Regions from separate parts of the Mus musculus genome. Here regions 1, 2, 3, 5, 6 and 7 are each linked to region 4. The links are chromatin contacts, called in public HiChIP or PLAC-seq and Micro-C maps. All regions are on one chromosome and are shown on one strand. The core of a region is the stretch at or near the end of the contact, and the rest is flanking DNA. Distances in the headings are between cores, read along the strand shown.

Region 1 (2,886 bases), core at 359-2,858, 910 kb before region 4:
AATCCACCCTGGAAGGAGAGCTAACTCCCAAAAGCTGCCCTCTGACCTGCACACAACGCCACATGCATACAAAAGAATAAAAATCAAGATTTTAATATTAATTACATTAATATTCAGAGAGAAAAGGGAAAAAAAATCCCTACATCTGCTCTAAGCTATACTAGGCCAGTGTCTTTCCAGCAGTCCCTAAGAGGAGCTTATCCAACTACAGTCCTGATGAAGACCAAGTGGTTCTCAGTTCCCACCTTCCCTGCATAGCGCTGGAACACAAGTAGACCTGAATACACCTAAAGGTCACACAAGTCTCCCCAGAACTAGTCATCGCTAGAGCAGAAAGGATAGCCCAACTACTGCCTAGCTGGCCAGAACTGCTAAAGACCAGGGAGACAGGAGAGCCCAGAGGAAGAACAAAGGAACCCTAAAGTCTGTACCTTAGCAAGTATCGAACACCGTCCCCTGCATCCTTCAGGGGTTCCAGGTAGATCTCCAGCCTCTTGTAGGACAGGACCAGGTTGAAGAGATCAAACGCTGCTGACTTGGTAGGGGCAGGTGGACACTCAGAGAGAACCTCAGGCATCCCGCTGGGGCTCGCCTCCGGCCCACTCAGGTCCCGATCCGAAGTCTGCATTCTGTAATCGTAAATCCCTACACTCACGATGCACTTCCAGACTACAACACATTTCCCCCTTGCATTACAGTTCGTGTGGTTCCTAAGGTTAACTGTGAGAGGTGAACGCGAATACCCATCTCACACTGCAAGAAATTTTATTCCTACTGAAGTAGGAAGTAGCAGGGTGAAGGGGATGTCTTCGCTATAAAGCCTATCACTCTTCATGAGCCCCTCCAACGCTCCTTTCCCTCACAGACCTTTCAAGAGCATATAAACCATTAATAACCAGGTTGTTGAAAGAAGGCAGTAGGTAATGCCAAGAGAAAAGATGTCCTGTGACATCTTTCTCCTATCTTTAGCTCCTCCTTCAGGTGTCAGGGTAAGGGGGACCATCTTGTCCTGGGAAGTCTTTATGAACGCGCCAGTGTACACTGGGAGACCCTTACCAGGGCTCCCAGAGGTTCATGAATTTCTCCTAACAACACTCTTATCACGCTCTTAACCCTGGCTCCCATTCATCACTTGGAAAGGGGTCGACTGGACCCCAAACTCTCGACAGGACGAGCTAGGGAGAAAGGGAACCCAAGCAAGCGCGAGACAGGCTTAGCAGGTCAGTGCCGACAGAGGCCCAGACCACCAGCCTGTCTGAGGCCGCGCAGGGCAGGACACGCCTAAGGTCGCTGTGCCTGCAGGTGGCGACCCACACGCGGTGGGAGGGCCGGAGGGCCAGGCTCCGTAAATAAATACAGTGAGGCTGGGGCGTCACGGTCGTCACCTACCCGGACGCTGTCCCAGGAAAGGAAGAGACAGGAACGGCCAGGGGGACAGAAGGGCCACCAAGCCCCGGAGCGGTCCCTCAGGCCAGGCCCGCCCCACCCCACGCCACGCCACGCCACCTCCCACCGACGCTCCGAAGTCGCAGGTCCACCCGGGAACCGTCTGCCCCTCCACCGCCGTCGCTTCCGGGACGCGACTCACTCTGCGGTGGCGCGCCCGTGACGTCACCGCGCCCGTCCCGCCTTGGGTCCGGCCTCCGGGCTTAGCTCCTCCCACCCAAGCGCAGGTGAGCAAGCGCGTTGATACTGCGCCTGCGCACTCTTCCCTCCTTGGCTAATTTCTGGTTAACTCTGTTCCTGCCACCCAAGAGATGACTCGTTTAATGCCCGGGAGTCCTAGGACCTGGGAGCCAGCCTAGCTCCGGAACATTACAGCAAGGACAGTTAGAGAGTCTAGCGTGGTGACACACTTGTAACCACAGCCTTTTGGTTTCTGAGGCTGGAGTATTGCAAGTTCAAGGCCAGTCTTGGCTATGGGAGCTTCTGGCTCAAAAAAAAAAAAAAAAAAAAAAAAAAAAGTGGGGCGTGTGGGGGCAGGGATGGAGAAGGATAAAAAAAAAGAAAGAAAATGTGGATAGAAGCTCTGAGAACCTAGGGAAGACAGAAAACACATCTTGTATGTCAGGTGCCTATGGGTAGTGCCATTTTAACGGTGAGAGAGCCCCTGGCTTGCTGCAGGAAGACACAGCAGCACAGAAACCAGCTGTCTGCTATAGTGCTTGCCGTGAGAACGCAGAGACAAACTGTACACGACACTGAAGTTTCTCTAGTAGTATCAGTAATTTCGAGGGTTACAACATTAGCAGAGACGGAACGGTGGTCCGTAGCTGCTGTGTTCAAGGTCCTGTGCAGGCCGTTCCTAGCTCTATCCTCTTCACATCTTGTGACCCAGCTGTTGTCCCTTAAAACACACCTCCCATGGGTTTCCATTTAACCAGCAGGCAGGCAGTACACTAAGCTTTTTGTGCACATTATCTTATCTGTTCCTCCTTCAATAACCCTATCGGGGTTATCACCATTTCACAGATGAGGAGTTGTAGTCATGGTAAGTAACTTCTTTAATGTCACAGCACATAAACTGCTCGGAGCTGGGATTTGAGCCAAATACATCACTGGATGCCAGCAACCCCAGCCATACCACCACCCACACGAGGCTGCATCCACTGGCTTCATCTGTCCTGCTGTTCTCTCTCAGGTGCCTCAGTCTCAGCCAGCTGAACCCTCTTTGTTACCTGCAAGGGCCCTGGACTCTTGCCAAGTCCTCAGATTGCTTGTCACACCTGCCTGCCCCGATTCTTGCTTCCATCCAAACCCAAGCAAGCCATCATAGCAGGAGTCAGCTGTGAGCAGCCTTCCCTAGCTGTTCAGCCGACAATAACCCCTCCTCTGAGCTACCCCAAAGCTTCACTGACATCTCGTCCAGCATCTCTTTTTCAGAGA
Region 2 (2,999 bases), core at 361-2,860, 860 kb before region 4:
GCCCCCTTCATCTCCTCCCTACCTGGGAGTTTTATAGAAGAGAAACTAAACTTAGAAGGTCAGCTTTGACGTGAGGGAAGTCAGGAAAACTTTCTGCTTGCACCTGCTGCCCAGACAGGCATCCCTCCGGACATTTCTGGACAGGAGCACAAGCCCCGGATGAAGGAAATCAACATCCCTCCAGGTTGACAGCTGGACCTGGTGGTACAGCTCTATTATGCCAGCACTCAAGAGGCTGAGCCAGGAGGATGGAAATTCCAGGCCAGTCTGAACTACAAAGTAAAACCCATCTCAGTGAAACAGAAAGGCAGCCGGACAGATAGACAGACAAGAAGTGGCACACAGTAGCTCAGGGACGGAGCATTTTCTCAGCATGCTCACAGCAGTGAAGAACTAAAAAAGAGCCTCACAGATCCCCTGCAGTCATTTGTCCTTTCCAACCCGGCTTCCTTGGAACTGGTGAGACCTTCTGAAAATGCAAATTTAGTGCCACGCCACGGTTGTTGTTGTTGGTGGTGGGGAATAAATTAACCCTTGTAAAGGGCTGACCACATTATAGTCACTCTGTAAAGACTTGTAAAGACCGCAGAATGCCTATTCATAAGTACAAATCACTCTATTTCCTTGCTTATAGAGCCTCAGAGGGGCAAATGCAAACGTCACTGCCTACCTACATCCTCCCACCATGGCTACCTTGCTATTTATAGCGGATCTCCAGGCCTTATTTTATCCCTCTGGAGAAAAGCCGTCCTGGCTCCAGCGTGCTTTCTTCCCTCTCTTCCTTTATTCTGCCCAGGCCCATTCTTCCTCGTTCTAAAAACGTTAGCTCCTTTCTTTACTGGTTATGCTCCTTCTTGTGGCTTCCAGGACCTCTCAAAGATGCTTCCTTCCTCTTTACCTTCTTTCAACTTCATGTGATCATGATTGTAGTCACATACCAAGTGGTGGTTCAGTGTTAGCCTCTGTCGCTAGGCTGTTAACTACCTCAAGGTAAGGGTTGCAGTTCTCTTACAGCCCGTCAAGGAAACTGAACTGGAAAGGGTCTCAGTGAAAGATGTCCAAAGAGCTGTTAAGTTCTCCTTAGGTAACCAAACTGGCACAGTCGCTACAAGATTTGTAAATCATTCTGAATGCAGGCCCAGGAGGCCCGGGAGGTGAAGGGAGTTTTAGGAACTGTAGGTTATGAGGATCTTAACAGTGAAACCCTACGCCACGTGCGTTGGACTCGACCCAGAGAAAAGGGGCACTTGTCACGTGTACCCTGCAGGGCCCGCGGTCTCCAGCCGCACCCCGTGTCAGGAATGCGACCCCGCCCCGCCTGCGTGCCCGCAAAGCAGAGCCCGCCCCTGGGACTGACGTCAATCAAGGGGGCGCCTCCAGGCGTGGGGAGGGCAGGTGAGCTGGGAGGATGGGGAGGACCCGGAGGACACGCCCCTCGCCGATACTCCCTAGATGATTGGACTCAAGGAATCTCCGCACTGGGTTTGGAGGCGGGCACGGGAAAAGGGAGGGATAAGGCACGCCCCTCCCCCCTGCAGCAGCTGATTGGTCCGCGAAGGCTCCGCGTTCGATTTGGCGAAGTTGGCTCGGCTTCTCGCTCTAAGGCTGTGACCGAGGATTGGCTGTTGAAGGGGCTCGGAGCACTTTCTCTGAGGAACTGTGGCCGTGATCCAGGTGGCCCGGCCAGGCTCCCGGCTGCGTTCCGCCTGCCTCGGGCAGCTAAGGCAACCAGGTAGGTAGGCCACGGTCCGGCTCAGCTGTGCGTGGGAGCGCGCGGGCCGACGGTCGCAGCTGGGAATCCGCTGGGTCTCACATCCTAGATCCACTTAGGGGCTTCTCTCTGTCAGTCGCCACCTTTGAGCCCTGGGGCTCACTGTGGTGGGGATGTCGTCCTGTAACTTCGGCCAAGATATCCTCTCTCAATCTCTTAGCCAGCCAGTCACCTCCGCTTGGCCTTTGTGATCACTTTCAGGGCAGGAGCCCAGAGCTGCGCTCGCCCTTTTCCCAAAGCCCGAGAGAGGTTACAGTAGGCGTCTTGGCCGCCGGATCCCGATTGGGGTCTCCTGGAACTGGCAATAGGTTGACCCGACACCGATCTAACTTCCCAGAGGGCTCTACTCTAGCTCCGCTTGCTCTAAGTCCAGCGAAGAGGCTGGCGTGGGAATCCTGTCTGCGAATCAGTGGCGACCTCCAAAACCCCCAGACGAAGATGGCACGGTCTTAGAGGTTTCAGAACCTTCTGCCCCCACGTTTCTTTTGACCACCTTCTCAGCCACCTGGAAAGAATGAAAGTAACACTGGTAAGGCGCCCAGGTCTGACCACCTGGTTAATAGCCTAAGATCACCTACCAGCCTTGTGGAGTTGAGCAAGTCACCACTTCAAGAGGTCAGCTTTTTCATCTGGAAAATGTGTTTAACAATAGTGCCCGCTAACAGGGGATTAGGATGCCACCTGACAGGAGGACCAAAAGGTCCTCAAAAGTGCTCTTCTTGCTTGACGCAGCAAGCTTCCTTCTATGTAGCCATGGTTTTAAAAGTGCACAGATGAGCCTGTCTTTGAAGCCCTCTGAGTAGTTTGTACGTCAGTGCTAAATTAACCACGGCCATGGTTCTATATAGTCTTGTTAATAGCTTTCTCTTCGCATCATTTTTCATTCAACCAATGTACAATGTTGAGTGTCCACAGTAGGCCAGGTACTAGGATGGTCATTCATATTTCATCTCTGTACCCAGTGAGGATTTTCCCTCTCACTATTTTGATTGATGAACAAAGCAAAGGAAAAGTGACTTGTCCAAGGTCACTCAGTGGTCAGCGTCACTGCCACCTTAGGGGTTTTGAATTCTTTCAAAAGGATCTTTTCCTTGCTCTGTTAGTTCATTTTTCAAGTCATGCCTGAAAATGGGTCTGGAGTAGGGGCCCAGTTTCTTTCTTCACTTCCAAGGCAGAGAAGCGTCGAGTTAAGAGCTCTATAGTATGTCCTTCCTTTAATGCCCAATTC
Region 3 (3,172 bases), core at 518-3,017, 760 kb after region 4:
CGCTACTTGATTCAGATCCTGGCTGAGCTCGAGAGCAACTCAGTGCCTCAGTTGTGAAAAAATAGGACTTCATAGAAGAGGAGGAGGAGGAGGAGAGGAGGAGGAAGAAGAGGAGGAGATGATGATCCAATTATGCAAGTGTTAGGACCTGGACACAGCTGTCTCAGTAGATACAGGTCACAGTCATTATTGTTGAATCAGAGTCTCACATAGCCCAGGCCAGCTTCGAACGTCCTGATCCTCGGTCTCTACCTTCAAGGTCTGGGATTGTGGGTGTGCCATCATGCTTGGTTTATGTGGTGTTTCCTGTATCCTAGGCAAGCAGTCTCCCTGTGGAGCGCCGTCCTCCATCCCTGTAAGCACCGTTACAGAGAATGAAACAAGGGCAGAAGTTACAGAGCCCGTGAGGCATCTTCAAATAGAAGACTGGAGACTAGAAAAAGAATATTGCCAGGTGAAGCTGTGTTCCTTGATCCACTGGGCACCCGGAGCAGGGCAGAAGTGATGATTTCAAAGCCAGGGACTGCTTTGGTCGTGTGAAAATGCCAGTGTGTTCGCAGTTTGTCTCCCCAGGCTGATCACTCAAACCCTGGATCTTTTTCTGTCTCATTCTTTCTGATTTGCCCCGTCTTGTCCTCACAGAGTCCTCCTACCATCTCTGTCCTCGGGGAGAAGTGGGGTCACATCACATGCTAGAACGGAAATGTGCACGAGAGGAGTTCAGATGACAAAAGGGACAGAAGTTGGGTCAGGTAGCAGTTGGGGCTTGATCTGCTCTTCAGGGTTTCAGGTCTTGGTGATGTCATTCCCACCGTTGCCCCATCTTGCCAGTAGGCCTATCTAAAGTAACACACTGCTCTAGCTACGGACGCCTCATTTTCTTGAATGAAGAGAAAGTTCTGATGCTGGTCTCAGGGATGGCAGGCAGGTAGAGCCCTGCTTTTATATGGAGCTTTAGCTTAGGACGTGTCCTACAGCTGGTGGCAGTGCACAACAAGAACCCCAGAACTGGACTGCAGTTTGAGGGCAGTTTGGGCTATGTAAATATCGCATACACGCACACGCACAACATCTAACATGGTTAGAGATGTAGATCAGTTGCCTAGCATGTGCGGGGTCTGGGCTTCTTACCTCAGCACCACTCTAGTCTATTTCATTCATTAATTAAGTGTTGTTAAGGGAGAGAAAGGGGCCTGGTGTCCCCTGACAGGCAGGCAGTCAGCAGTGTGTTTCTGGTATTGAGGTAGGATGGGTATATTTGCTCTGACGAGGTAGGAGGGGACCACTCAGGCAAGGCGGGCACTTCAGATATAGGTGAGGGATGTGGCGTCATGTCTCGTCCAAGTTGGGAGCACAGGGCAAACAAGTCTAGTGATGCATGTGAGGCACGTGCCTATAAATGGCCGATCCAGCACTGACTTCCTGTGAGGAGACTTCCCAACAGCCTGAATTCTCAAGATCAGGAAGGAGTGAGTGCAGGTTGCCTGAATGCTGGTACTCGCGAGCATTGGGTGCTTAAAGCTTGACCTGTAACTGGCTCTGTCAGCCATTTGCCTTACTGTCCCATTTTTTGCCTTGATGTTCTATCTGGGTGGGGGAGGTGGGTGTTGTGCCTTATATACGGTGGCTACAATAGGAATAGGTGTTGAGTAGATCCTGCAATTGCCCTTCTGCTCACCAGTCAGCATGAACACTCATTACTCATTTATATAGTACCTTGTGCATTGATTATTCACGGCAGCCTGGAGGGCTGACCTTTGAGCTTGGTTTCCCAGTGTGAAAGGGCATGCACTGTAGATTCCAGAGTGTCTCCTATTGCTTAGAGTCTGTGTGGTACTTGGGAGCTGTGCACATGAGCAGTTTCCTTCTCTGATATACGAACATACAAAATCATTTGCAGGTTACCTTTCTCTCCATGGATTCTCTTTAGTCAGGGCAATGCCAGGGTTGGGTGACTGTCTCCTGTGAGCACAGGATGTATTGGCCAAGGCTCACAGTTTGTTTTAGCAAGTAGGGTGGGAAATGGGGACATTTTCCTGATGTCTTGTTCTTAGGGAGTCTTTCTAAGGCCAGGGCAGCACAGATACTGGGTTCTCCTGCTCTTGGCCTTGCTTCCTAGACAGTGAGCATGGCAGACTGTGACAGGGGACTGGCAGGATCTTGAAGGTAGAGGATGAGGTAGGTAGGACTGGAACTGGAGCTGGGAGATCTAAATCACTGCTCCAGTGGCCTGGTCAGTAGAGATCTGGGAGAGAAGCTAAGGCCAGAGTAGGAACTGTTTTTAAGCCGAACAAAGAGAACAGAGGCTCCGGGGATAGCAAAATCCCAACAGGGATTGAAATTACAGAAGCTGGAGGAAGCCGGGAGAGCCTCAGGCTTCCGCAGGGTTTGGTGGTGTCTGCTGAAAATCAGATTGCCAGGCCCTCAAACCCTGACCAAGGTATTGTAGGCCTTCTCAGACCATTTTCTGTTTGCTTTGTGGTACATGGTGCATAAGTGAGCCAGCACTGGCAGGTGTGAGGGGGCGAGGCCTCTTGGGAACTGGGAAATATTAGTCATCCCTGCGCACTGATAGAAGATATGCGCCTTGTCAAGACAGCTGTTGTGGGAGGCCCCACGGCTGCCAGCCAGCCTGCATGACAGTCCACGTTCTTGGCGTTATCTTTAATTATTAAAGTTCTGGGCTATTTAAGTGCTCACCTGAAGGCTCATTGTGAATAAATTTTCCTTTCTCAGCTCGAGCAGAGGAGTTTGTGGTCTGTGGTTCTGCATTCCACAGGTGGCTCTCGCAAGGAACCCTCAGGAAAGATGCCCTTGATTGCAGGGTGCAGACCTTGTGGGCTGCGTGCGCTTGCTTTTGAATTTATTTTAAGTGAGTCCTTAATTTTGTGAATATAGCGTTTATTTATTTATTTATTTTTAACTGTAGGCCAGTCAGAGAGACTGCTGCTGGAATATGTAAAATAGTTAATCCGTCATTAAACGGCCAGGAGCCTTTGATTGGTGGTACCCATGGCAACCTGCATAGCGTTTAGGGATCTTTTGGGATTCTGGACTTCTCAGAAAAGATGGAGCAGGAAGTTTGGGGGTGCCTGAGAGCTTACCTGCTAGGCTTGCCCTTGAGGCTAGGGTTAGGGTAGGGCTGAGCCAGTCCTCCAGAGGTTGGAGGTCA
Region 4 (3,046 bases), core at 500-2,999:
GATATGACTCGGTAAATTGCTTGTATAAGGATTTGGGTTCAGATCCCAAGAACCCACATAAAGTGGGACGTGGAGACAGGAGGATTCTCAGGTCTTGCTGGCTAGCCTGTGTAGCAGAATACCTGAGCTTCAGCTTCAGCGAGAGACATTGTCTCAAAAAATATGTGGGCAGTGTTTGGGGAAGACATCTGTTTGTCAACATCTGACTTGAACACACACACACACACACACACACACACACAAGCACGTACTAGCACAATATACATAACACACACATACACAAACTTCCAAAGAGGGGTATACAAATTTTTGAAGCAAATCACTCTTGTAATGGTTTGAATATTAATCACTTAAGATTGTTTTCTACAGGCAAACTAGCATGCTACCATTTAAAATGGTAGCAGACTTTTCCATTTGTAAGTGCTTCTTGGATATGTCATGCCAATGAGAGCACATCTAATTCACCTTTTAAAGAGCTGTCTGGTTGGTAATACATTAGCAGTTAACAAACTAAAGAAGCAAACTGGGTCTAGTCTTTCAGCAAGTCACCCAACCTGTGCATCTGTCACTTTTCTGTAAGTGGACACACTAAAGGTACCTGTTGCATAGGGTCTGTGTGAGTATCAGAGTGCCTGGCAGATGAAACCATTACTGATGATTCCACTATGAGTTCTAACTATTCAAGATGTGTTTTGGACAAAAAAGACATAATTTGATTTCTTGGTAGGAAATCATGTTGGTACTCCTTGGGAATGGACAGGGAAGGAAGATTGGTAGTGGGGTCTTCTTCAGACTTCTGCACAGTATGGTGGTATAGAATATTGGCTGTGAGGTATTACACGACCAAATACCAAAACCTGCCTGATACGGATGGATGAGACAATCTTCCTCTAAGTCCCACATTTAGAGAAGTGTCCTTCTGATCATTTCTGAGTCCGTAGTACGTTTTGGTTTGAGATGGGGCCTTGCTACGTAGCCTGGCAGGCTTGGTACTGAGCCTGTAGATAAGGTTGGCTCCAATCTTTCTGCAATTCTGCCTCTGCGGTCCTGGTGCCGGGATTACATGCCTGCACCGCTATGACCCGATTATTTCGTTTTGTTTTCTTTTCTTCTTTTGTCTCACGCTGTAACCCAAGCAAGTATGCAATAAACAACAATCAGTCCAGCTTCCCGAATGCTGGGGCTTACAAGAGTAAGATACCAAACTTAGCTCCTTATTACTACCGGCTCAGATACAGAATATGAGATCAAGTGATTGGAGTGCTGAGGAACTTCCGGACACATTTATGATTGAGGCTGAGAAAAACAATACGTAGGCAGATGAACAAGAATGTCAACTTAGCCCAGATCTCTTGATTGCATAGAAGTCTATAAACAGTACACGGTGATGTTTAAACACCCAACCGACCCTGTCCAAGTTTAATAATCATCGTCCATAAAGAAGCTTGCGGAGCCCGAGGTTAGAGGGAAGGGGTGTTCACGCACGCCGTGGCGAGCTAGGCGCCTGAGCCGATGTCACCCCAGCCCGCCCGCAGCCGGGCGCGCAAGGGCCCAGGCCCAGGTCCAGGCCGAGGCTGAGCAAGCAGCACAGCAGCGGCGACTCGGAACCCTTCAACCCCGCGGCCTGCGCGCGCCGGCGCCCCACGGCCGGCGACGGTTGCGGCCCCGCGTCGGGAGGACTTCCGGCGTGTGCCGGGGTGGCCGGATGACGTGGCTGAGTCAGAGGAAGAGGCTCGGAGGCCGGGGGGCGGGGGCGGCGCGGAGCGGGCGGTGACGGCGGCGGAGGCAGCGGCTGTGCCCGGGCCCCGTGCGTCTGTCCGCGCCCGGTGGATGTGAATCGGCGGCGGCGGCGGAGGAGGAGTCGGTGGGCCGGCGCCCGGCCTGTGGGAGCGCGGAGGATGAGGCCGCTGCCGGGCGCTCCTGGCGTGGCGGCGGCCGCCGCGTTGTTGTTGCTGCTGCTGCCCCGGGCTCGGTCTGACGAGCACGAACACACGGTGAGGCGAAGCGAGCCGCGCGGCCGCCCCCGCCCCAGCCCCGCTCCCAAGCCTGCCGCCCCGCCAGACCCGGCGTGGTCCGAAGGCCCGGGGGGCCCGGTGCAGCCCCGCGGCCGCCCGAGCGCTCCTTCCGGTCGGGCATGGCGGGGCCGGATCCGCGGGAGCTGGGAGGAGGCATTTCCGAGCACTCGGGGCTGCCTGGGCCTTGCTCCGCAGCTCCGCCTCTCGGGGCTGCTGCCCGGGGATCGGCCCGGAGCGGGCTCTGGACCCGGGAAACTGGACGCTGTGCACACAGCACGGCGGAGGATGGATGCGTGGTGATCCAGGCGCTTGCCAACCAGGAAATACCCATCGCTTCGCGCAGGGCTCCGGCCTCTTCCTACCCTTCTCTCTCCCTCTCGCCCGAACCGGATTTAAACCGTGGGGTGGGGACAGCTTTAGGGAAGTGGAGGTGTGAACGGTTTACACGCGGACACGTCTTCACCCTGCACGCACTCGGTCCCCAGGACTCCCTTGCAACTTTCTCCGCGCTCCGTGAGTGCCCAGAGGACGCCCTGTTCGGGTGGTCGGTCCCTAACTGGGACAGCTCTGCCCTTGTGTCACCCAGCCCTCAGGCCACACCCCCACTCACTTTTGCTTTTGGCCTGAAGTTGATTGGCGGTTTATTTAATTGTATCTTCACATCAAAGCTCGCCTATTAATGACTCTTGGAGTGACTTTCACCTAGAGCTGTAACGCTGTGGAATTCACTTATTTATTTTTTTATTCAGAATGGTAGACGCGGGGAAGTGTGGAAAGTCTGATAAACCTAGAAGATTGCTTGGCAAATTGGAGATTGTTTCAAGGTTTTTATCTGTATTGTGATTTTTTTTTTTTTGCCCGAGTAGTTGTGTATTTACTAAATTTAAAATATGTGGAGAACGTTTGGCTGTAGCTGATCGGTGACAAAATGGGAGTACGCTGCTTTTAAGGGGCAGACGTTAGATTTTGTTTGTAGTGAACAAAACTTTGTTTTGATTAGCCAATTAAAAACTCTAAATTAGGCTGTTGTA
Region 5 (2,860 bases), core at 265-2,764, 770 kb before region 4:
CAGGGAGAGGAGCTGGGTGAGAAGGCTGGCACTGTGGGTACCTGTGGCCCTGCAGCCCTGTGGCTATATTTGTTAGATGAATGGATGGGGGAGGACCGTGTCCCCTCACAGAAGCTTCCAGTGTCTTGTGGCCACACTCCAGAGATGACAAGCAGATGACGTTCCTGTCCAGCAGCAGCAGCCATGGGCACACGCTCTCGGGGGAGGGAGGAGCGAGATTCCTGGGATGCTCGGCTGCTGTCCACACTCCCCTTGATAAATCTGAGCTCATCACTTCTCTTAAATGATGGGGGCCTCTGAGTTCCGATAGGCTCCCCCTTCCCCCTCTAATAACATCAGCAACATCAGAACCGGCTCTATAACAGGTCAGACAGTGGCACAGCACTCTTAACAGTCAGTGGTCCTCACTGCTCACGGAGCCTGCACCTCTTACCTGGTCTTCTCTGGTTTGTCCTTGGCCCTCTTTCTAGCCCCAGCTCTTGGTGTCTGTCACACATTTTCATGACCACTTTTATCTATCTGCTGTTTAGCCTCAAGTACCTCTCCCCACATCCCGACCACACTTCTTAATCCCAAAGGTCCAGCTCACACTCCATCCTGACCAGAGTAGTCCCAGAGGACCAGAAGGGCTCACCCACCCATTCATCACTACTCTCCATTTTCCATACGCCCGTTTCTGCCCTCTGCCTTCTTCTTAGTTGATGATACAAATAAAAGGTTACAATTAGTGCCCACCTTCGCCCTACGCACTGGACTCTAGGCTCCTGGTCCTCTACCCCCACCCCAGGGGGGGGTAATCTCACCATGTAGCCCAGGCTGGCTCCACCTCTGAGATTATAGGATTGTACCACCACACCTGGCTCAACTGTTTTTGAATAAGATGTAGAGCAGGACCAGTCAGTAGTCCAGCCCCACTTAACTTAGCCAAGAGAAAACGTACCCGTGTGTGCATTAGGCCTCTGCCAACAGTCCTGGCTAAGTCCCAGCTGCCCTTCCCCATCTCCTTTCCTGACTCCTGTCAGTTTGCTCTCCCGCAGCAACCAGCCCTGGCATCCAGGGGACATTCTGTGTGTGTGTGTGTGTGTGTGTGTGTGTGTCAGGACCTTACCTTTCTGGTTTTCCCAGAGAATACTCATCTGTCTTCTCTGTCCAGTCCAGTCTATCTCTTGAAGCCCAGGTGAGTGGGCAGGGTCTCGGGAAGGCCTGCCCCCTCCAAGTGCCTGTTTGCGGGGCTGAAGCCCCATCTCCCACCACCCACAACCATGTTAGGAACATCCCGCTTGGGCCCTGGGAAGTAGCATGTTGTCTGGACCCAGGTAGCAGCCGACTTTCCCTTCTCATGACAGCACAGATGGACCAACCGTTAACCCTGAGGCCCCCCTCCCTCCCTCCCCGACACCCTTCACCTCAGCTCCCACCTCAGTCTCTTCCTCCTGGGCAAGCCGCTGCTCGATGAGCTCTGTGGCTCTCTGCACCGCCTCGGGCCCCTCCATGGTACCCTCCATGACTGTTTCTGCAAGCCACAGGGCATGGGGTCTTTATAGGCCCAAGCACCCACCCCGCCCACTGGGCGCCTTTGTCATTAGCTCACAGGCTCGTTTCTCCATCTGTCATGAGCTTACTAGCTCAACTCTCCACCTGCCTCCCCCACCTGTCACCTTCACCTCGGACAGCCCCAGGGAGCATGGGAAGCCACTGTCCAGGCCAGGGAACTTGCCCCTCCCCTAACCTCTGGCCTACCAGAGCCAGAAGGCACACCGCCCCGAAGGACAGCTGCGGGAAAGAGGCCTGTCCAGTGTGTCCTCAGTGCTGGGAACTGGCTAAGTCTTAGCCAGGGTGAACGGGCTGCAAAGGACCTACATGCTGCCATTGGTCTGGCTGGAGTGCCACCTGCTGGATGCCCAGAAATGCTGTCTAGCTTGTGCCAGGCAGGGGAGCCTGAAAAACCAAGTATGAGCCCCAGCAGACCTGTGGGCATCCGAGACCTTCTCCAAGCAAGAGCTGGAACGGCTGCTGCCCTCTGGTGGCTGCTATGGGTCCCATGGGCCCTAGGGAAACACGGCTATGCTGCATGGCGTGTCCATTAGCCATGAACAGAACCTGTCCATCTGTTTGTTTCATCTTCCTGGAGTCCTCAGCAGAACCTAGTGTTGTTTTAAGAGCTCAGGAAGTCAGAGTTCAGAGCTAAGGCCATCTCACGAGTACTAGGCGATGCCAGACTGCCGTGGGCGGAGCTGGTCACACTCCCCGAGAACAGAGAATACACAGAGGAAAGGCAGACCTGCACTTGAGCTCCTCGCCTGGGACTCCCAGCCTGGAGCCCGAGGTCATTATGAGCTAGGTTTAATCTGCCAGTGGACTACAAATGTTCCATACTTCTACAACTGCAAGTGGCACCCGAGATTCCCCTCTGGTGATGTACACAGTCCTGCAGAAGAAACAGGAGGAGACAGCCCTGTCTGTCTCTGGCTCGCACATTTCTGGAAGCTTGTCATCCCACGCTCTGACACAGCATCCCATGTGGGCCCTGTGGGGTGGTTGCCACATGGCTATGCTGCCCTCTGTGGGTGCTCCTTCACTTTTCCTATCTGGACCGCCCCCCAACACACACACACACACACACACACACACACACACAGACACATAATTGTCCCAGCAACTGCTGCAGGAGGCAGGGTGGGAGGCACCATCTCTCCATTAAAGGAAAGCAAACTGTGTTCAGAGGTGAAGTGGCCTTTTTCAGGACCCACAGAACACAGCGAGGTTGGATGAGACTAGGGCCCCCAGGAGGAGCATCAGTTGGATGCTCTGCTGTGCCCATCTGCAGCCAAGCCAGCAGAAGCTCTGGGCTCCGGCTGGC
Region 6 (2,983 bases), core at 62-2,561, 880 kb before region 4:
GAGAGCCAAACTACAACTAAAGACGTCATCCATCATCCATCCTAGCACTAGCTAAAGCCTGTCCCCAGCTCCTCTTGCAGCTGCCTGACTGCATTCTACACCTCCCTAGGCTGGAAGAGGGGGCAGGGAAGGGATGCTCTTCCGACTGCAGGGCAGGAGGGAGGGGGCAATGGCGCAGTCCAAAGACTGGTTCCAATTTGGGAGCCTCCCCCGGATCTACGCGGCGGCGCCTGTCCACGTCTAGCTCTCGACAGGGAATGAGGAAAGGGACTTCCAGGCTTCGCCTGAAGCGGCCCAACTGGGTGTGTGCGTCGGCGCCTCGGATGGCTGCGTGGGTCCCTGGAAGCTGATATCTGGGCTGAGCTGCGGTACAGCAGTCAGACTAGAACTGAACGTCGGGGATCCAGGGCGCGGGCAGTGGAAACGCAGGCAGGGAGAGGGTGCAGGGGCACACCGGCACTAGGCGGCGGCAGGAAGGGTTCGGGAGGGATTCCCTAAACCGATCTGGGCCGCGGTGGAGCGGGTGGCCTCACACCACCTCCTCCTTGCCCTGGTAGCGACGGCAGCAGCCGTAGAGTGCCGAGAGTAGGTAGAGGCCGAGGCAGAGGCCGCCGCAGACAGAGGCCGCCAGGAAGGCATGGTAGGCGCAGGGCAGCCGGTAGTTCTTGAGGTTGCAGTAGCTGTGGCGCTGCGTCTGGTCGATCATGATGCCCGTCGCCGCCCCGTAGAGAGCAGCCGCCAGCAGGTCGTGCGCCACGTTGACCACGAGCCAGCGCGAGCCCAGCACGGGCACCAGCTCCTGCTTGCCCAACAGCGTGATGAAGTAGAGCCCCAGGGTGAGCAGCCAGAAGAGCACGGACACGAAGAGCGCGAAGTGCACCGGGCCCTGGTACTTGCTGGTGGCAATGGTGATCCAGAAGGCGGCTCCGGCCAGCAGCTGCAGCAGCCGCAGCACGCCCAGCGGGCCGCGCAGGAAAGCCCGCTGCAGGCGCAGGGAGCCGCGGGCCGTGCGCGCCTGGGGCGGCGGCTGGCGCGGGGGCGGCGGGAGCATGGCCCCCGGACGCGGCGGCGGCGGCGGCGGCGCCCCGAGCAGCGGAATGGCGGCGCCTTGCTCGCGGGGGCGGCCCGAGCCCGGGCCCGCTGCTCCCGCTGCTCCCGCTGCTCCCGCTGCTCCCGCTGCTCCCGCTGCTCCCGCTGCTCCCGCTGCTCCGAGGCCTGCCCTCCTCCCTCTACTTCAAGTCCTCAGCGCTGCTTCTCATCGGCACCCTTCCTCCCTTCTCTCCTTTTTCTCCCTCTCTCCAGCCCTCCTACTCGCTCTTTGGCCGTCCCCTTCGTTGGTCTCCACCCCTCCTCGCGCCTCCCAGCTTCCTGCCGTCGCGCCCTCCACCCTGGCTACCCCCCCTTTCTCCTCCGCTCCCATTCCTTCCTTCTGCAGCCAGGGCTGAATGCCCGCACCCCCCTGGCCCATGACAGGCCTTTTGCCCAGGCTGCTGGGCCAAGTTTGCCACATCTGGAGCCACCCCAGCCCTTCCTGCCTCGCAGGCCTGGCCGATCTTAGGTCTTCGAGAAGAAAGCTACAACAGCCTCTGCCCAGCCTGTGGCTGGACCCTCTTGATTCTCTCCAGTCACAGGAGACTGGAGACATAATTCTCTCCCATCGAGGCGTCCCATCAAGCCTGAGTAAGCAGGAGGTCTGAACTGACAGTTGTTCTCACTGGGACATCCTCAGTACCCTTCACTTGCCCACCACAAACTCGCCTGTCCAAAGCTGGTCTCAGACTGTCTTGCCATGAAGGTCTCTTGGTCAGTGTAAGAAAACTATCACTCACTGGAGGCCCAGCTGCCTTACCCACAGCGCACAGAGCATAGCAACGCCAAACACTTCGACCATTCCTTCCTGGCCATCTTTGCGTCTTGCTTAGATTAAAAACATGTCACCTAACATGGTCAGGACAGGCCTAGGTCTCAGAGATGGCATGTCCCGTATGCTTAACTATTGACCTAGATGGCAAGGATCCCAACGATGCCAAGGTTCATTGACATTACAGGGCCCTCTCTATGTAAGCTTCCCGCGACCCAAGACAGGAGAGCAATAGTTGTTTTCATTTTTCCTGAAGACTGAAGGGTTTCAGACCAGGAAGCCAGAGATGGCTTCTCTGCTCTCCACCCCACCAAAGAGCCAACCTTTGTGCTTCAGCAATGTTACACAACTGACCTGGCTGTTCCCAACCCAGTATGGAGCTGTGTCCTGTCAATGTGGCACATTACATAATCTGTCCCCAACCAACTTCCAGTTTCTTGGGTTTTTTCCACTTCCTTCCCCAACTCATGTCCAAACTCTGTCACTTATGAACTGCAAGTTTCCCACATGAACTCAGAATGCTCTTTATTTTCCAGACACTCCCTCACCAGCAGACATACCCAGTTTAAGCACTTACTGGTTTAAGGTTGAGCTCCCCACATTGACAATTATTTGTTTGTCTGGGCCTCCATTTGAATCATCCCTAGTTCTGAGTCTACTACATCAAAAACTGGTCTATTCTGGCTTATCCATCTTTGCCTGAGCCTGGCATGTAGGAGCCCCTCAGTACATACAAATGGAGTTGCTTGCCAATTGGCTGCAGGAATAGTACTGGACCTAAGTGTGGTGATTTGAATAGATACATCCCACATAAACTCACTGCTTAGCCCATAAGGATTGGCACCGTTAAGAGGTGTAGCCTTGTTGGAATCAGTGTGGCCTTGCTAGAGGACCTGTTTCACTGTGGCTGTGGGCTTTAAGGTCTCATGTGCTCAAGCTGGAACACTGTGGAACACAGTCTCTTTCTGCTGCCTGCGGATCAAGATGTAGAATTCTCAGCTCCTTCTCCAGCACCATGTATGCCTGCATGCCACCATGCTTCTTGCCATGACACTGTAACAAGAGTTTTAGTGGTAAGGGTATCTCTTCACAGCCATAAAACCCTAACTAAGACACTAAGCA
Region 7 (3,285 bases), core at 263-2,762, 790 kb before region 4:
TGCAATGGAAAGGGCCCCAGACAAGGCCCACTTGCAGCACTGCTGGGGACATACCCTCTCTTCCAACCCTGCCCAGATGTCAGTTGACTACAGAGCCCCTGGACACAGAGTGAGGGTGTGCAGGGCTTTATTGGCTCCATTCAGGCATGTGGAGTCAGTGTGGGGCTTGTGGTTGCTCCTGTAATCTGCCTCCTGTCTTCTCTCGTGGGTCATCAGGGCCTTTGGGCTGTTGAAGCTGCGTCCTTTCCTCCTTCCCTCATGACCTCTGCTGGGGCCAGAAGCAGCAGGAATTTGGTTGGCAGTCTCTTACCCTGACCGCGTAGGTTTCCCCATAGAAGAGAAAACAGGCCTATGTATGAGAGCCAGCCCTGTGGGGGGCAGGGACACATGGTTTCAAGAGCCATAGATTGGGTTTCTGCGGTTGGGCAGATTATGGCTCTGGTGGCTTGGGTGACCTGGCTGACCCTGGTGACTCTGGTGACTCGAGTGACCTGGATGACCCTGGTGGTTGGAGTGGCCCAGATGAGTCTGGTGGCTTGAGAGGCCTGAATGACCCTGGTGGTTGGAGTGGCCCGGATGACTCTGGTGACTTGAGTAACTTGGATAACTCTGGGGGCTCAAGTGACTTGGATGATGACCCTGGTAGCTGGAGTAAACGGGATGACTCTGGTTGCTCTGGTGGCTTGGATAGGAATGGTGGCTTTGGTTACTATGGCGACTCTGGCTATAGACTGTGTGCGATTGGTTGGCCCCAGCTACTCCAGTTTCATGGTGAGTTAGGAAATTCCCTTTCAGTTTTATCTCCACCTCCTCCAGAGCCTTCAGCTCTTCTGGGCTGATGTTCCTGGATTCTGCATGGCCTTTACGACGGTGAGTTGTGGAGCGCTGCAGCATGGAGTTAGCCACGCGATGCCCCTTGGCATCAATCTCCTTCGTACAAGCTGCCACAGCAGCCCAGGTGTCATCCTCCATGGACGGGGACTTCCCTGACTCCCTCTGCATCTCTTTGGTCATTGAGCTTCCAGATATCTTCTGTTTGCTGGCAAACGAATCTCGGTGCAGAGCCGCGCCCCTTTCTCCGTGTTTGGTGGTGAGGGTATCCACGTGGAGGGTGGTATTGACTTCCCCATGCCTGCTTTCAGGTGAGTGGCCATTGTTGCTGACATAGCGGTAGGTGGGCAACCTCTCCTCGGATAGGCGGCTGAAGTGAGATTTGATCCAGCTGTCATTTGCTCGGTGGGATTCCAGAGGCTTGTCTTCTGTAGTCTCAGTGGCTGCCTTCCTTTTCTTCCTGTGAGCCCACAGCATGAGGCCTCCACCTCCGAGCAAGAGAGCGGTCCCCAGCACCACCCTGCATGATGGTTGCTGGAGGAACCCCAAGAAGTCCTCCAGGGCCCTAGGCCTCACAGAGAACTAAGAGCACAGTGGGAGTGCTGGAGCCCAGATGGTAAGGTTCATGCTTGAAGGGACCGGAGCCCTGCAGGTATCTGGCAAGCAGGCCCCTGCCTCGCCCTCCCTAGGATGCCCTCTGACACCTCAGCAATGAGCCCCATTGTGAGGAAGGCAGCTGGGGGTGGGGTGAGGCAAGGCCACCTCATCACTCAGACCTAGTCTGGCAAGCTTCCTGTAAGGATCAGGTCTTGTCTCCTTTTCTCCATAGAAAGAAAGATAGCATCATTTAACTCTTCTGCCTCCCACTTCCAAGGCTCTCTGCTCTTCTGTTCTGCTTAATTTCCAGTCTTCGGTTTCCCTTGTTCCTGTTCCTGATCTAGTGGCCGCCACAGGATAGAGGATACTGAGTCAGTTTGGCCATGAAAAACTGGGACCACTCAATTAGACTGATATCCATCCCTGGTCAATAAGTGTTGTACTCAATACCCACGACCCATCTCTGCTGTCAGCACAATATCCCTAGCTCTATTACAGGGAAGAGTCCAGAAGGGAAAGGGTCCGGGAAGGGGCTCATATGGAACAATGTGAGGTCACAATTGAGAACAAAGAATAGGCTGAGAAAGCAGAGCAGGTAGGACTGACTGCAGGGCCATCCCAGGGTAATTAAGCTACATCTTGCCTGAATAATAGCCAGCAGATACAGAATTTGCCCCCTGATAAACATGACAAAGTTTTGAGCCTGGCTAGCCTGCTCAATCTTGAGTAACTCCTATGTATATGGGGCTAGAAGCAGGCCTGTGCTACTGTTTCCCTCAAGGCAAGTAGCACACTTAGAGAATGCCAAATGGGGGCTGGAGAGATGGCTCAGCGGTTAAGAGCACGGACTGCTATTCTGAAGGTCCTGAGTTCAAATCCCAGCAACCACATGGTGCCTCACAACCATCTGTAATGAGTTCGGATGCCCTCTTCTGGTGTGTCTGAAAACAGCTACAGTTTATTTATCTGAGAGAAAGAAAGAAAAAAATGCCAAATGTTGGCATTGGAGAAGCTGTGTTGTTTGTAGCTAGAAAAAAAAAAATACTAGACAGTTAAGAACACTTACAGAGGTCTTAAGTTCAATTCCCAGCAACTACATGGCAGCTCACAATTTATCTAATATGGGATCTGATGTCATCTTCTGACATGCAGAGAGCTCATGAACATAAATATATTTTTTGTTGTTTTTCTAGATAGGGTTCTCTATGTGACCTTGGTTGTCCTGGAACTAACTCTGTAGACCAGGCTAGCCTCAAACTCATATCCACCTAACTCTGCACTACCCCCTGGCTGGAAAAAAAAAAAAAGTTGTGGTATCTGAGAGGCTGGAAAGCTAGGTCCAGAGCACTTGCTATTCTTCTAGAGGCCCTGAGTTTGGTTTCCAGTACTCGTCCAGCAGCTCAGTCCTCTGTAACTCCAGTTCCAGTGGATCTAACACCTCTGGCCTTATCTGGTGCCTGTATTCACATGCCCACGCCCACATGCAGACACACACCTAGACACACTTAAAAAGGAAATAGTCTTTAAAAGTTGTTGCCAGTCATGGTGGCACACAACCTTTAATCCCAGCGCTCAGAAGGCAAGGGTAGACAGATCTCTGTGGGTTCAAGTCAGCTGAGTCTACAAAGTGAGTTCCAACCTCTTACCTGCCTCAAAAAAAATGTTATTTGAAACATTTCCTTTAAAGAAGTAATGCTTTTTATATACACAAAAATGTTTTCTCTTTGAGAAGAAACTCTGGTCGATTCTATGTGGGGAAGGAATAAGGCACAGCTAGAAGCTTTGGGGACCTTACCTCTCCAGCCTTGCTGAAATAGCCCTGTGATTGTCCACTGACCTCACTGGAAATAACAACTC

The links. A called contact is a pair of places that touch in the nucleus more often than the background predicts. HiChIP or PLAC-seq counts read pairs in DNA pulled down with a chosen protein or histone mark.
Region 1: an H3K27ac HiChIP or PLAC-seq map of thymic regulatory T cells shows a contact between it and region 4, with 7 times the contacts expected there. The contact joins the promoter of Zfyve27 here to the promoter of Tm9sf3 in region 4. A contact is called at or near these places in 3 of 39 promoter capture datasets (erythroid cells, liver and pre-B cells), 2 of 484 Hi-C or Micro-C datasets (B cells and regulatory T cells), 6 of 115 datasets of contacts at active chromatin or transcription factors (extraembryonic endoderm stem cells, memory CD8 T cells, pancreatic cancer cells and 3 more) and 2 of 9 other capture datasets (adipose tissue and liver).
Region 2: an H3K27ac HiChIP or PLAC-seq map of extraembryonic endoderm stem cells shows a contact between it and region 4. The contact joins the promoter of Avpi1 here to the promoter of Tm9sf3 in region 4. A contact is called at or near these places in 2 of 484 Hi-C or Micro-C datasets (liver and uterus) and 5 of 115 datasets of contacts at active chromatin or transcription factors (bone marrow-derived macrophages, extraembryonic endoderm stem cells, memory CD8 T cells and 2 more).
Region 3: an HNF4G HiChIP or PLAC-seq map of pancreatic cancer cells shows a contact between it and region 4. The contact joins the enhancer-like site here to the promoter of Tm9sf3 in region 4.
Region 5: an H3K27ac HiChIP or PLAC-seq map of large pre-B cells shows a contact between it and region 4, with 5 times the contacts expected there. The contact joins the promoter of Ankrd2 here to the promoter of Tm9sf3 in region 4. A contact is called at or near these places in 2 of 39 promoter capture datasets (liver and pre-B cells) and 2 of 115 datasets of contacts at active chromatin or transcription factors (embryonic stem cells and large pre-B cells).
Region 6: a Micro-C map of embryonic stem cells shows a contact between it and region 4, with 3 times the contacts expected there. The contact joins the promoter of Marveld1 here to the promoter of Tm9sf3 in region 4. A contact is called at or near these places in 3 of 484 Hi-C or Micro-C datasets (embryonic stem cells, liver and uterus), 5 of 115 datasets of contacts at active chromatin or transcription factors (bone marrow-derived macrophages, extraembryonic endoderm stem cells, large pre-B cells and 2 more) and 1 of 9 other capture datasets (liver).
Region 7: an H3K27ac HiChIP or PLAC-seq map of embryonic stem cells shows a contact between it and region 4, with 5 times the contacts expected there. The contact joins the promoter of 4933411K16Rik here to the promoter of Tm9sf3 in region 4. A contact is called at or near these places in 2 of 39 promoter capture datasets (hippocampal neurons and pre-B cells) and 1 of 115 datasets of contacts at active chromatin or transcription factors (embryonic stem cells).

What each region holds. Positions count from the first base shown.
Region 1 is chr19:42,169,289-42,172,174 of GRCm38.p6, reverse strand. It overlaps Zfyve27 (zinc finger, FYVE domain containing 27), which reads right to left and starts at 1,608. Exons shown (of 13, transcript NM_177319.3): 1 at 1,390-1,608; 2 at 432-629. The coding sequence starts at 628.
Region 2 is chr19:42,127,604-42,130,602 of GRCm38.p6, reverse strand. It overlaps Avpi1 (arginine vasopressin-induced 1), which reads left to right and starts at 1,610. Exons shown (of 3, transcript NM_027106.4): 1 at 1,610-1,732.
Region 3 is chr19:40,498,731-40,501,902 of GRCm38.p6, reverse strand. All of the region lies in intron 1 of Sorbs1 (sorbin and SH3 domain containing 1), which reads left to right. Among named protein-coding and RNA genes, the nearest start is that of Sorbs1, 13 kb to the left of the region's middle. Within about 2 kb of position 1,767, at least 67 of the 459 cell types and tissues checked have an H3K27ac peak or open chromatin away from gene starts, as enhancers often do. A contact at or near this core is called in pancreatic cancer cells, where this site is marked.
Region 4 is chr19:41,262,707-41,265,752 of GRCm38.p6, reverse strand. It overlaps Tm9sf3 (transmembrane 9 superfamily member 3), which reads left to right and starts at 1,749. Exons shown (of 15, transcript NM_133352.2): 1 at 1,749-1,994. The coding sequence starts at 1,899.
Region 5 is chr19:42,034,681-42,037,540 of GRCm38.p6, reverse strand. It overlaps Ankrd2 (ankyrin repeat domain 2 (stretch responsive muscle)), which reads right to left and starts at 1,514. Exons shown (of 9, transcript NM_020033.2): 1 at 1,419-1,514. The coding sequence starts at 1,505.
Region 6 is chr19:42,145,717-42,148,699 of GRCm38.p6, reverse strand. Marveld1 (MARVEL (membrane-associating) domain containing 1) reads right to left here and starts at 1,311. Exons shown (of 2, transcript NM_183195.2): 1 at 1-1,311. The coding sequence starts at 1,051. The coding sequence ends at 530.
Region 7 is chr19:42,050,455-42,053,739 of GRCm38.p6, reverse strand. 4933411K16Rik (RIKEN cDNA 4933411K16 gene) reads right to left here and starts at 1,512. Exons shown (of 1, transcript NM_025752.2): 1 at 112-1,512. The coding sequence starts at 1,308. The coding sequence ends at 394. All of the region lies in intron 1 of Hoga1 (4-hydroxy-2-oxoglutarate aldolase 1), which reads right to left.